Linked DNA regions of Mus musculus: region 1 is linked to region 2. A link is a contact called in public HiChIP or PLAC-seq data. All regions are on one chromosome and are shown on one strand. Each heading gives the region's core, a stretch centred on a gene start, on an enhancer-like site or on the middle of the called end of the contact. The rest is flanking DNA. Distances are from core to core; before and after follow the strand shown.

Region 1 (6,176 bases), core at 553-3,052, 33 kb before region 2:
ATGTCTTATGTGGGATGTGTATGTAGGGGCTAGAGGCAGGCATGACTCTTCACAGGGTCCCCACAACCTCCATCCAGCACAACCCTCCTTGTAGCAGCTCTTAAGTCTGTTTTCAACCAAATCCCATGCCAGTAACAGAGCTCGGCCCAGGCCCTTTGTCATCTACTATGTGCCAGCCTTTGTCAGGGGAAGACTCAAAGGCTACCTACTGGAGGCCTAGCCTGGAAGCAGCCAGCGCCTCTGCTTCCCCACCCCCATCCGGTTGAGGCCCAAACCTTAAAGCAGTTCCTCAATTTTAGTCTTGGCTTTATATGTTTGTACTACATCAGTCCAGGGCCTAGGCCTTCCCCCAAGTGGTCCTGGGGGTCTCAGAAATTACAGCTGCTTCTCTTCCTTGATACCGTCACCCACCCTGTGGCCTCTGACTGTTCCAGGCTCTTCTCTTTTAGCCCACTCTCTTGAGTATCTAGAACATTGATGAAACAGGGATCACTTAATGGGATCCTGCTTTCAGCACTGGGGACACGTTTCAGAGAGTCCTTGTGCTCAGGATGTAGAGGTTACTTGAAGAGTCCCCGAGAGAACACGAGAAGCATTCACTGCTGGGTGCAGTGCAGGACCAGGGCAGTTCTATTGTAGACACTTTGGTTCCCTGCTTCTGCTCTCCCTATACTTTCTAGGCCTGGTCTTTGTGTGAGATCCCTCTCCCTGGTTCTTTCTTGTTTTCTGCTGTCCCCTCCTCAGGAGAGAGACCTAAGATCCTATCGTTCTGAAGTGGGGGCCTCCTGGGCCTTTGAGAAACCATATCTCACCAAGTTCATCAATCATACGGAGCCAACAAAAAAGCCAATCCCAAGACAGAGAGAGAGAGAAGAGGAGAGGGGTGGACTCCAAGGCTAGGGAGGTGGGAAGCATGCCAGGAAGAGGGCCACCAATGGCAGTTGTCTGGGAGGAAAAGGAGAGCAGGCAGGCATCTTTCTAGCCTTTGGATGTTATGAGCTGTCCCAGGTCAGCCATATGGTCCTGGGATGAATAAGTATTGAGGAACGATTGGAACTGGACAGAATGATTACCCCTCCTGTATCTGCATCTGCCTCAACAGAGCTAGAGACCTTCAGTTCCCATTCTTAGACTCCCTTCTGGCTTCTAACCTAAAAGGTGGGATGTTCTGCATCCCTGTTCGCCCTGTTCATACTGAGAGGAGGGACCAGAGTGGGACCAGTGACGTCAGTTTCTATTTGGTACAGTAGTGGAGAGCTGGGCTCCTACTGCACCTCAGGACAGGAGCGATGTCCTCCACAAGTCCCAGCTCAGTTGTGGGGCTGCACTGCAGCTCCCCAGTTAATGCTCCATTTCTAAGCTGTAATGTGGTGGCGCTGCAGGTGCTGCAACCCCTGTCCTGCCACCGCCCCTCCCCAACCCAAGGAGATAACAGGATTAGTTAGGGTAGACTACGGGAAAGCACTGACACTCCAGAGACCAATGCTCCCACCCAGGCACCCAGGGTTCTCAGTTGGGAGCACAAGAGGTTATGGGGGCTGGGAAAAGAAAGCGGACTGCAGATCTCAGCCTAGGAGCAAAGAGTAGGAGGGGGAGGAGCCAGGACACCCTTCCAGCCTCAGGTCTGGGGGCTCAGGGATGTAAAGGAAAACAGGGTGTGTGTGTGTGTGTGTGTGTGTGTGTGTGTGTGTGTGTGTGTGACAATTCAGCAGAGGTCGGGACGTACCACGGAGCCCAGTAGCGGCAGGGAGGGGGGGGGGCGGAGGACGTGGTCACCGAGGGGAGCCCCCGCCCCCTTCACAGAGGCCGAGACTCGGGTTGCAGAGAGAACTGGAACTGGGCTCGCCCTAGGGGAAGGCAGCGCGGCCAATCCGTCCCCTCCCCACACCTACTCTGAGGGGGTGGGTGATAGAGGAGAGGTTGGGGTTGGAGCAGCGGTGAGGGGGCCCCTCCCTGGCACCTCCCTCCACCAGACTTGGTCGCGCCCGAAGTGTAACACTTTCTCTTTGTCGGAGGAGCTCTTCTGTTTCCTGTGCAGCAGCTCCCGTTGCGGAGGCACCCGAAGCAGCCCTGGCGGACCAAGGAGCGATGGCAGCGGCCGATATAGCTCGCCAGGTGGTGAGTGTAGGGCTTGGATACCAGTCCCCGGGCTAGGGGTTGAGGGTGTGGGGCTGGGGACGGCCGAGCAGACTTGGTTGCGGCTCGACTACCACCACTACCACGAGGAGGGCAATGGGGTAGCATCCAGGAGCAAAGAGGCAAGGCGGGACTTTTTGCTCCTGGGGTCAGCGGCTCAGTCTACTCTCCCCGCAGCATGTCCTGGAGACCTGTGTTGGCGGGAGGGTGGGGGGGCGGGAGGGTTGGAGAAGCATACTGGCGGGCAGCTGAACTTGCATCGCCGGAGAGAGCTGCAGTGAGCGCCTCCGCCTCCCTTGCTGCAGCTGCGGCCCCGCCGCTGGGGCGTTGCCGAATGAATGGCAGCATGGGTCTGGAGCCCTCCGGGGCCCCTGTCCTCTTAGCTTGGGAGCGCCCCTGCCACAGCTGCCTGCTGGGACTCCAGCTTGCTCAGATAGAGGGGCGCGGAGCTGGGGGGTAGCCCGGGACCTAAGGCAGAGTGTGGTGAGGGGGGCGGGGAGGTGACTAGCTGGAGTAGGGTTTCTCCATATGCATTATATACGTGACTGCGTCTGTATGGGTATCAGCGTGTGCGCATATATGTGCATGCGCGCCCTCCTGCCTTCCCCGTGGCAGGGTTATGTGACCCTAAATGAGTTGGCCTGTTTCTGTGTGCTCACCTCTACGGTGTGTGTCCCTGTGTTCCAATGCTGTGTCCACTTGTGCTGTGTCCCACGGGGTCCCATTTGTGTATCTGTGGAAGGGAGGGAGGGATGCAGTTTATCCCAGCCTGTAGGTGGCTGGTTGGGTATTTTGGCACGTTCCTGGACGGTTCCCTGAGCGTCGGTCTTGGGTTCAGTGTACATGGGTTTATATGCTAAAACCTGTGGCGCTAACATCTTTCTGTAGAGACCAACGAGAACAGTGTGAGACTTGCAGAAGCAGTGTTCTCTCTTTCGGTAGCGATCAACTCTGGAGGAAAAAAAAAATCATCTTAAAAAACTAAAGTTTTCCAGCCTGGGATGTGCAGAGAAATCATACCCAGGAACCCGAGGTTCCATGTTTGTTTGTTTTAGGTCTGAAGTTTGCTTACAAAGATGAAAAGTGGTGACAATTCCACCAGCGCATCAGCACAATAAGCTGAAGCAGAATGAGGTAGAAGGCAGCCAGGCATAGCCCACTACCCCAAATACTGCTGGATGAAAAATGATAACCCTGTAACCTCCCATTTATGAACAGCCTGTGCAATGAGACTCCTGTGCAAAAGGAGGGGGTGGGGAGCAGCCTCTGGGGAGTTGGTGTAATTGCAATTGATTTGTTGTCTAAATCTGAGTCTCCAATCTGATAGCATTTTCTCTACAGATAAAGAAGTTTATTCCATTTCCTGTCTGGCTTTGGAAGGACGGGGTGGTTTATTCGAAACCTAATCCACCCCGTGTACAGCCCAGCCTTATGCAGCCATGGTGTAGAAGGTAGAGGCAGTTGTGAGACGCTGCTTGACAATGATGGAATTTGAGAGATTTCTCAAGATTGATGCTGTGATATTTGTTGCTTCTAGTGTTTTGAGGACAACCAGGGTGACTTTCTTATCTGCATTCTAAAGATGCTATAGTTTTAAGAAGATGAATCCATCTCCTGGCTTATACTTGCTCTATCCTTAGTGACAAAAACAAAAAACCCACAACACTATAATGATTTTTTTTCTTGCTTTAATGAATTTGCATTGACCTGCCCTCACCTCACCAGTCTCCCTTGCCTGGATTAGGATTGCAAGGCTGATGATGGTGAGGGAGAAGATTCCAGAAGGTTGCTTCACCTTAGGCACAACTCCAACAATCCAGAGATCACCTTTGTTCTGCAGATGGGGAGGGCAGCAAGGGGGTGGTTTGGGGGTGTCCCTTGATTTTGCTTTGGGGTGGCTCCACTTTGCTCTGGCTGGCCTTACCACATTGTAAACTGAAAAACATAATTGTATGGCAAATTCTGGAGCAGACCGAGCATTTGAGACTTTGTTATCATGATAAGTGGGTCTCTGGGAAAACTGACGTCACTCTCCATGCTTCCCTCCCTCAAGCCAGCGAAGCTCTTATTTATGTGTCATTTGTCTCTCTGCTTTCCTTTGTGTCTGCAAAAAGTTGTAATTCACCAGGGGAAGCTGGAATTAACTCAAGAGTCTTTGGGTGGCTCGTTGCTTCTGGTTTCTTCAAAGGAGCATGTGTCTAGGGCTTGGGAAGAGAAGACCAGCGAGCCAGGCTATGTGTGGCAAATTTAGAAGTTCTTCTTAGTAAATTCTGAGGCATGGTGAGAGACTGTCTTGGTATGTGTGTTTCAGCGTCTTCACGGATTCCCTGGAGGGTCACTGCCATCAAACATTGTTAGTGGTAAACCTGGCACGGCAGTTGTTGGGCAGGGCCTACATTTGGCCCTTTGGAAATTTGTAATTCAGTTGCATCTCATCTGAATGAACTCCAGAAATGATTCTGCATGAGAGCCCTATGCAAAGTGTACTTGTTTGACTGATGTGAATAGTACTATACAACCAGCCCTTGTCAACCATACCAAAAAAAAAGTAGCATACATGGCTTTCAAGGTTCTAGCCTAGTTGGAGACACACATTGTGGATACTGAGGTAATTAAAGAACTAATAAAAAGTTCCCTGGGGTGTGTCCCACCTATGAGGTGACTTGAACTGTCATTGTTCTGTATTTTGAGAGGTTACGTGCCTGACTCGTTCAGGGTGACCTAGGAGGGCACAGTACAGTCAACTAAAAGCTCTATCTCTTGGCTCAATGTTGCAGTTTTAGTTCAGACTGTAAGTACTGTGCTTTGGAAATCACTAGGCTTGAACAGATCGTACCCACAATGAGAACAGTGTTGCTTTTACCAGTTACAATCAGGCCACTGCCCCTAATGAGCCATCTTGCAAGGACAGCAAGAGTTGCCATAAGCCAGGGTTGTCCTGGAGCAGCTGGCCTCCAGTTGCCACCTGCCATTGAGAAGAAGACTGCTTCTGCATTCTGGTCTTACAATTAGTGATAATTATCTAATACATCTGTTTGTTTGTTTGAGTTGAGACAGACTTTTACCTGTCAGCTATGGTTCCCCTAGAACCCCTGCCTCAGGTGCTCTGGACAGCAGTTAACTCATGGTTTCCCTCTTGAAGCTCCTCCTTAATTCTTTATCACTAAAAGTAATAATTGTATCCCACCCCCAAAAAAAAAGAAGGAAAAGGAAAAACTAAACCCCATAGATCTACCCAAGGACACAGTGCTGAAGAAAGTTTACATGGCCCCAAATAGTGAAAAGGTGTTGAATCCAAGTCAAGGGAATATGGGCAAACATAGTTTCCCAACTTTGCTGTGCCTTTAAGGGTTGCCAAAAAGGTTAGAGGAGCCAGATGTGGTGGTGCACACCTTAGAGATCTCTGTGAATTTGAGGCCAGCCTGCTCTACAAAGCAAGTTTTAGTACAGCAACGGCTACACAGAGAAACTCTGAAGGGAGGGAAGGAGGGAAGAAGAGAGAGAGAGAGAGAGAGAGAGAGAGAGAGAGAGATTGGAGGAATACTACAGCACTAACCCTCTGTGTATGACTTCTTTCTTCAAAGGAGTTTCCAGTTTATTGTTGGTGGAGGCAGACACAAATCTTTATGTAGGGCTGATAAGAGGGCTCAGTGGTTAAAAAACACTTATCATGAAAGTCTGAAATTTGAGTTTGATCCCTAGAATATGCAGAATCAACGACCCTCTGACCTCTGCACAAATACCATAGAATGCAAATCGCCCCCCTGTGGGCCTGTGTGTACACACACACATTTGCACAATAACAAAGTGTTTACAAATCCATATTTAGTTATCATTATCCTAAGTGCTAAAGAGAAGGGCTACTGCCTGCCATGAGAAGTCATTACAGGGAACCTAATTCAGCCATGGATGAAGGCTGTAAATGATAGGAGAGGCCTCCTGAGGGCTTCTGGATAGGAAAAGGGTAGCTGTGAAGATGGGTGAGATCACACTTCTGCCACTTGCTTGGGAACAGTTCATTTGTCAATTCATCCACTGCT
Region 2 (5,409 bases), core at 2,212-4,711:
CCTTCTCCTTCTTCTTCTTCTTTTTTTTTGAGACATGGTCTCAGTAGGTCGTCTAGGCTAGCTTCCAACTCTATCTGTAGCATAGATAGACAGTTTTGTTTGACTTAGTGATCCCCATCCTTGTAATCCTCCCTCAGCCTCTCTAACAGCAGAACTACAGACCAGTGTCAGCAGCCCTATGAAACTGGTGTTTTCTATGTGCTATGAGGGGTATTTTACCACAAATATGTCAGTGCAACTCCATTGAAACAGGTCTTCAGAAGACCCCGTCCTTTCCACAGCATCTGTTTAAACAAGGACGAAATAACCCAAACTGGTGGAAGTCACATTAGTTGCTACATCCTTGCACTTCCTGTACTTGGTAATCCAAGCATGCAGGAGGCTGTGGCAGAAAGACCAAGAGTTTAGGGCTATTTTGGGCTACAGACTGAAGCCCTGTCTTAAAAATATTAAAATAGGAACTGTTGCTGGAGGTCAGTTGGTAGAGCACTTGCCTAGCATGCACAGAGCCCTGGGTCTGGTCATCAGCATGCCCCCAGGCATGGTGGCACACACCTGTAGTCCTAGCATCAGAAAGGTAGAATCGGGAGACTCCGCAGTCCAATGTCATCCTTACTGTACAGTGAATCTCTGGCTAGCCTCGGATACTTGGGACCTTGTCAACAAACAAACAAATGGATTTGGTGATGTTTTGCTGTTCACAAGGATACATGCCTAGAATCATACATGCATAGAATCCCAGTACATGAGGCATGTATCCCTATGACACAGAGGCAGGAAGATCAGGAATTCAGAGCCAGCTTCAGCTTCAGAGTGAGTTTGAGGCCAGCTTGTTTACAACATGGGACATTGTCTAAAATTACACACACACACACACAGACACACACACACACACACACACACACACACACACACTACTTGCAGCTTGGTCTACTTATTTAGTTCAAGGCCAGCTAGGACTGCATAGTGAGACTTTCTCTCAAAATAAATACCACCAAAACAATCAACCACACATAAAATCCCGAATACTGATAATAAATGAAAGAAGAAAAAGAATAAGGAGTGCTAGAGGAAAAAAAAAAAAAGAACCCAGGGGTAAGTAAGACTTTTCAAGACCAGCTAGAGAGAAGAGTGGCTAGGAATTTAAGCTTTTGTCACAGGCAGGCCTGGGTTCTGATCTCATATTGCCACTTGCTAGACCAGGGACCTTTAAAGGCAAGATTGTCCAATTGACTATGTATCAGTTTTTAAATCACCTGTAAAATGGGTACAATGTCCATAATAATCTTTACACTATCAGGATATGGTATAACATACTTGACATGGATGACAAAAAAAAATGCTGAAACCATACCTGGTACAGTATAACTACCTAACAAATAGAATGTGTTATTATGAGCATGATTTTACTGGTAAGAATCAAAGGAGAATATAGCATTATGTAGCATTTATGGGAAAAAAATAAATAGTGTACAAGAAAAGGAGAATTAGAAAAAGTCTATTGGATGTGGCAGGATGAAAACTTTCAATATATTTAGGACTGATTATTCTCAGAAGATTGTAGGTAGAAATTAGGTTGGCATTCTTGTGAACGGGACAGGAGGCATCACAACATGGGTGGGGGAGAAGCAATAGAGTAGAACCATGAGGACAGGGTGAGATTTGCATTTGCATGGACCTTTCACCTCTATAAGTCAGCAGGGATAGAATGGACCATTGAAGAAGTGCTGCTGGGGAAAATAGGCCATCCGTCTAGAAAAACATAAAATGAGACCCTCTCATCCAAACACCGCTTATAAAAATAGATTCCTGTTGGACTAAAAACAAATTCTAAAAATATAAAGAGAAAATGTCGGAGAATATTTTTATAACTTTGGGGGTAGAGAAAGCTTTTAGAATTGTGAAACAGTCTAAAATTCACAAAAGGAAAGAGTGTTTGGGTCTAAGTTAGAGGAAAAGTTGTTGAGGGCTGGAGCAACGGTGTCATGGTTAAGAGCACATACTGCTCTTCCAGAGGACCAGAGTTTGATTCTTGCATCCACATCAGTTGGCTCACAGCTACCTGTAATTAGCTCCAAGGGATCTGATGCCTCTGTGGCAGACGCTTACTGTCACGTGCACATACTCAAGCACATACATATAAATAAAAATGATAAAATTTTTAAAAATAAAGATATCTTATGTTTTAAAATATAAAAATACCATAAAGCAAAAGTGAAATCAAACTACAAATGGGGCAAAAATATTTGTAACCTGTGTAATAGAAATGGATTTTAAATGAAAAAAGGGCTTCTGTAATTCCATGAGAGATAAACAGATAATTGACTAGGAAGAGAGATACAAATGGAACAGTCAACACTATGAAATGATGTTCATTCAGCTTCCCCAGCAATGAGGGAAAAAAACATGATTTTTCCTCTCTCAGATTTGCAATAATAAAAGATGATATAATAGCCACTGCCACCAGGGAATTTCATTCATGTGGGTGTGTGAATTGATCAGATTTTTTTTGGAGGGCAAATTTGGCAGCATCCATTAAATTTTTGAATGTGAATAATTCATGGCCTAGCAATTCTCCTTTCCTTTACATTGCCCAGAAAACACACACACGTGCTTACAGGAAGCAATAGTGTCCACTGCAGCATTGGCTATCAAATGAAAAACCTTTAACCTGCCTACCTGTCCATAAGTAAATCAGCTACATTAGCTGTGTTGTGACCATACCATGGGATCATATTTGCAGCTTACATTCACATGGATACATCATCAGGTCATGCTGTTAACAAAAATGAGAAGTTGTTTCACTGTGCCATTTATGAAAATTCTCCCTCTCACAAAAACAAGTAATCTCCTCTACATCTGCATAAAACTATATAGGAAATCTCTGGAACAATATTCAACAGACAGACAGTAGTGATTACTGATAAAGCAGGAAGCATGCATGCATAGATTGTTTGTATAACTGAAAGGAAATTTAAAGGATGGCGCTTGAAAAGCGGAAATAAAGTAGGTGTAGACAGTGGATTTTAAAAGCTGGGGAAAGAGATAAGGCAGTGTGCAAAGGGAGATAAGGAAGGCAGGGGCAGTTCTTTAGGATAGGAGAAATTAGGAAGGCTTAAACAGGGAACTGAAAGTTATAGGATAAAGAAGAGGAGGTAGACTTGATTCAGAGAGAATCCACCAAACTTAAGATTCAAGTGAGTATGGAGGAACTTGTTCAGTTTATCAACAAATGTCTACAGTGTGCCAGGAACTGTGTGAGAGGCTAGTGGCACTAAGAAACATTGCATTTATTTATTTACTGTATGCATGTGAGGACAGTGTTGTGTGATGAGACTTTTCCTGGGGAGACATGACACACGTTTACTCACCCCAGATAAGGAGCCCACGACAAAGCATGGATACCAGCAAAGTTCAGCCTTGTGATGATTCACAAGGTTTACTGGGGTTGCTAGACAGTAATATGGGTGAGGGGTTACTTACAGGGCAGAAGTGAGTCAAGGATAGTTGCCTCACCAAAGCCCACCCCAACATGGGTGACAGCTCACAAAAACTGGGGACTTGAAGTACACTGCACAGGCTTCAGGCAGTTCAACAAGTTGGGGAGTGTCCTTTCCAAGTGACTCAGTTGGTTGAACCCTCTTCCAGGCTTCTTGGCCTATTTCTGCTTCCAGGAAGCTGGTGTGGTCTGAAAGTATCCTTTGCAGCTTGGCTTAATTGACAGTTGGTGAGACTGAAGAGTGACTCTCGGCAGTCTTTATTGCTTACTAGGAAGGGAGGTGCCTAAGTGAGTCTGCTCAGTTTCAGGGACTCCCTGAAGCTATTTTGAGATGTTTACCTTTTGGCTTAAGGAATTTCCTTTCAGTATGGACTGTTTCTGTTTCTGAGGAACTAGCTATACTATAGCAGCTGTGCTAGCCAGCTGGTGCCATGGTGTGTGCCTGGAGGTCAGAAACAACCTGTAGGAGTTGGCTTTCTCCTGCCACCATGTGGGACCAGAGTGTCAAATTCAGGTGGTCTGGCTCAGCAGCGAATGACTCTTATCATCTGACCCATCCTTCCAGCCTACTAGTAGGCTATAAAGCCCAGTGTTTGGGTAAGGAGCTTTCATCTTGGTGGAGGGGATGAATATGTATGCATAAATGGGGTTAAGTCAGTAATAGATAGCAGGGGTTTACAGTGTGGAAACAAGAAGGGGTAGCAATTGGCCAAGCCTTGCTGTGAGAGTCCAGAATGCAGGTTGATAAGCAGGGTGAGCAGGTGGTCAGAAAACGCTGGGCTTAGTCTTGAAGTTGTCAAGGATAAGTACAAGTTAGCCACCCTGAATATAGCTGGTATTCGGTATGTATTTGGTGAATGAATGCATGAGCTATATATTAGTAGGGAAAAATAAGAGAATACCAGTAAGGTTTCATCATTTGATAACAAAACTATCCATAAGATGTATTAACTAGGATGCTGGCACAGGATAGAAAATAGTCTACAGTGAATAGAAGAGTGAATTAGATTTAAAAAAAAAAAGCTAAAAAGATTGTTCTTTTCAAGAAACTTCGATTTGAATCTGAGTATGGTGGCACATGCCAGTAATCCCAGCACTTGGTAGATAGAAGTAGACAGGTCAAAAGTTCAGGGCCCTAAGGCTAGAAAGATGGTTCAGCAGTTAGAGTACATACTGCTTTCTCAGAGGACAGAGTTAAATTCTCAGCACATATATGTCATGTAACACATAACCACATGTAATGATAACTCCAAGGGACCTGATAACTCTAACCTCCCCAGACATTCATATTCATGTGCTCATATCAACCCCACATATAGATGTGATTTAAAATGAACATATGATTAGAGCTCAGGGGATGAGGTTGTATGAGCTTTGTGGCCTTGGGTCTGTTGGTAAAATAAGCTGCCAAACTATCATGTGACTAATGGGGTCAAGAATCATATGGGAGCCTGAGATATCAAGTGAAAAATGAATATGGAGAGATGGCCCAGCAGTTAAGAACACTGACTCCCAGAGGACTGAGGTTCAATTGTTAACACCCACTGAGCAGCCCATAACCATCTGTAATTCCAGTACTAGAGAATATGATGCCCTGTGAGGGCACTGCATCCAAATGGTACACATACGTGTGAATGCAGCTTAAACACCCATATATGTAAAAACATACATAAATATTTCTTAATTTTTGCATTTTTCATATATTACATTTTGATCATATTCTTTCCCCTCCCCCAAGTCTTCCCAGAATCTACACACCTCCTTACTCACCCAACTACACGTTCTTTCTCTCCAAATAGAGAAAAAAAATCAAGAACACAAACAACAAACCAAACCCTAAGTCAAAAACAAAATAAATCACTGAATCATAACAACAACAACAACAAAAACCCCACACACATGGAAAAATA

What was found. HiChIP or PLAC-seq counts read pairs in DNA pulled down with a chosen protein or histone mark.
Region 1: an H3K27ac HiChIP or PLAC-seq map of the HPC-7 cell line shows a contact between it and region 2, with 6 times the contacts expected there. The contact joins the promoter of Septin6 here to the enhancer-like site in region 2. A contact is called at or near these places in 5 of 39 promoter capture datasets (the 3T3-L1 cell line, embryonic stem cells, liver and 2 more), 1 of 15 datasets of contacts at CTCF or cohesin (CD8 T cells), 4 of 484 Hi-C or Micro-C datasets (cortical neurons, embryonic fibroblasts, ganglionic eminence and 1 more), 6 of 115 datasets of contacts at active chromatin or transcription factors (the 230-238 cell line, CD8 T cells, the HPC-7 cell line and 3 more) and 3 of 9 other capture datasets (adipose tissue, liver and pancreatic islet).

The regions. Positions count from the first base shown.
Region 1 is chrX:36,985,321-36,991,496 of GRCm38.p6, reverse strand. It overlaps Septin6 (septin 6), which reads left to right and starts at 1,802. Exons shown (of 10, transcript NM_019942.5): 1 at 1,802-2,118. The coding sequence starts at 2,089.
Region 2 is chrX:36,954,488-36,959,896 of GRCm38.p6, reverse strand. The region is part of intron 3 of Septin6 (septin 6); the gene reads left to right. Among named protein-coding and RNA genes, the nearest start is that of Septin6, 33 kb to the left of the region's middle. Within about 2 kb of position 3,461, at least 10 of the 459 cell types and tissues checked have an H3K27ac peak or open chromatin away from gene starts, as enhancers often do. A contact at or near this core is called in the HPC-7 cell line, where this site is marked.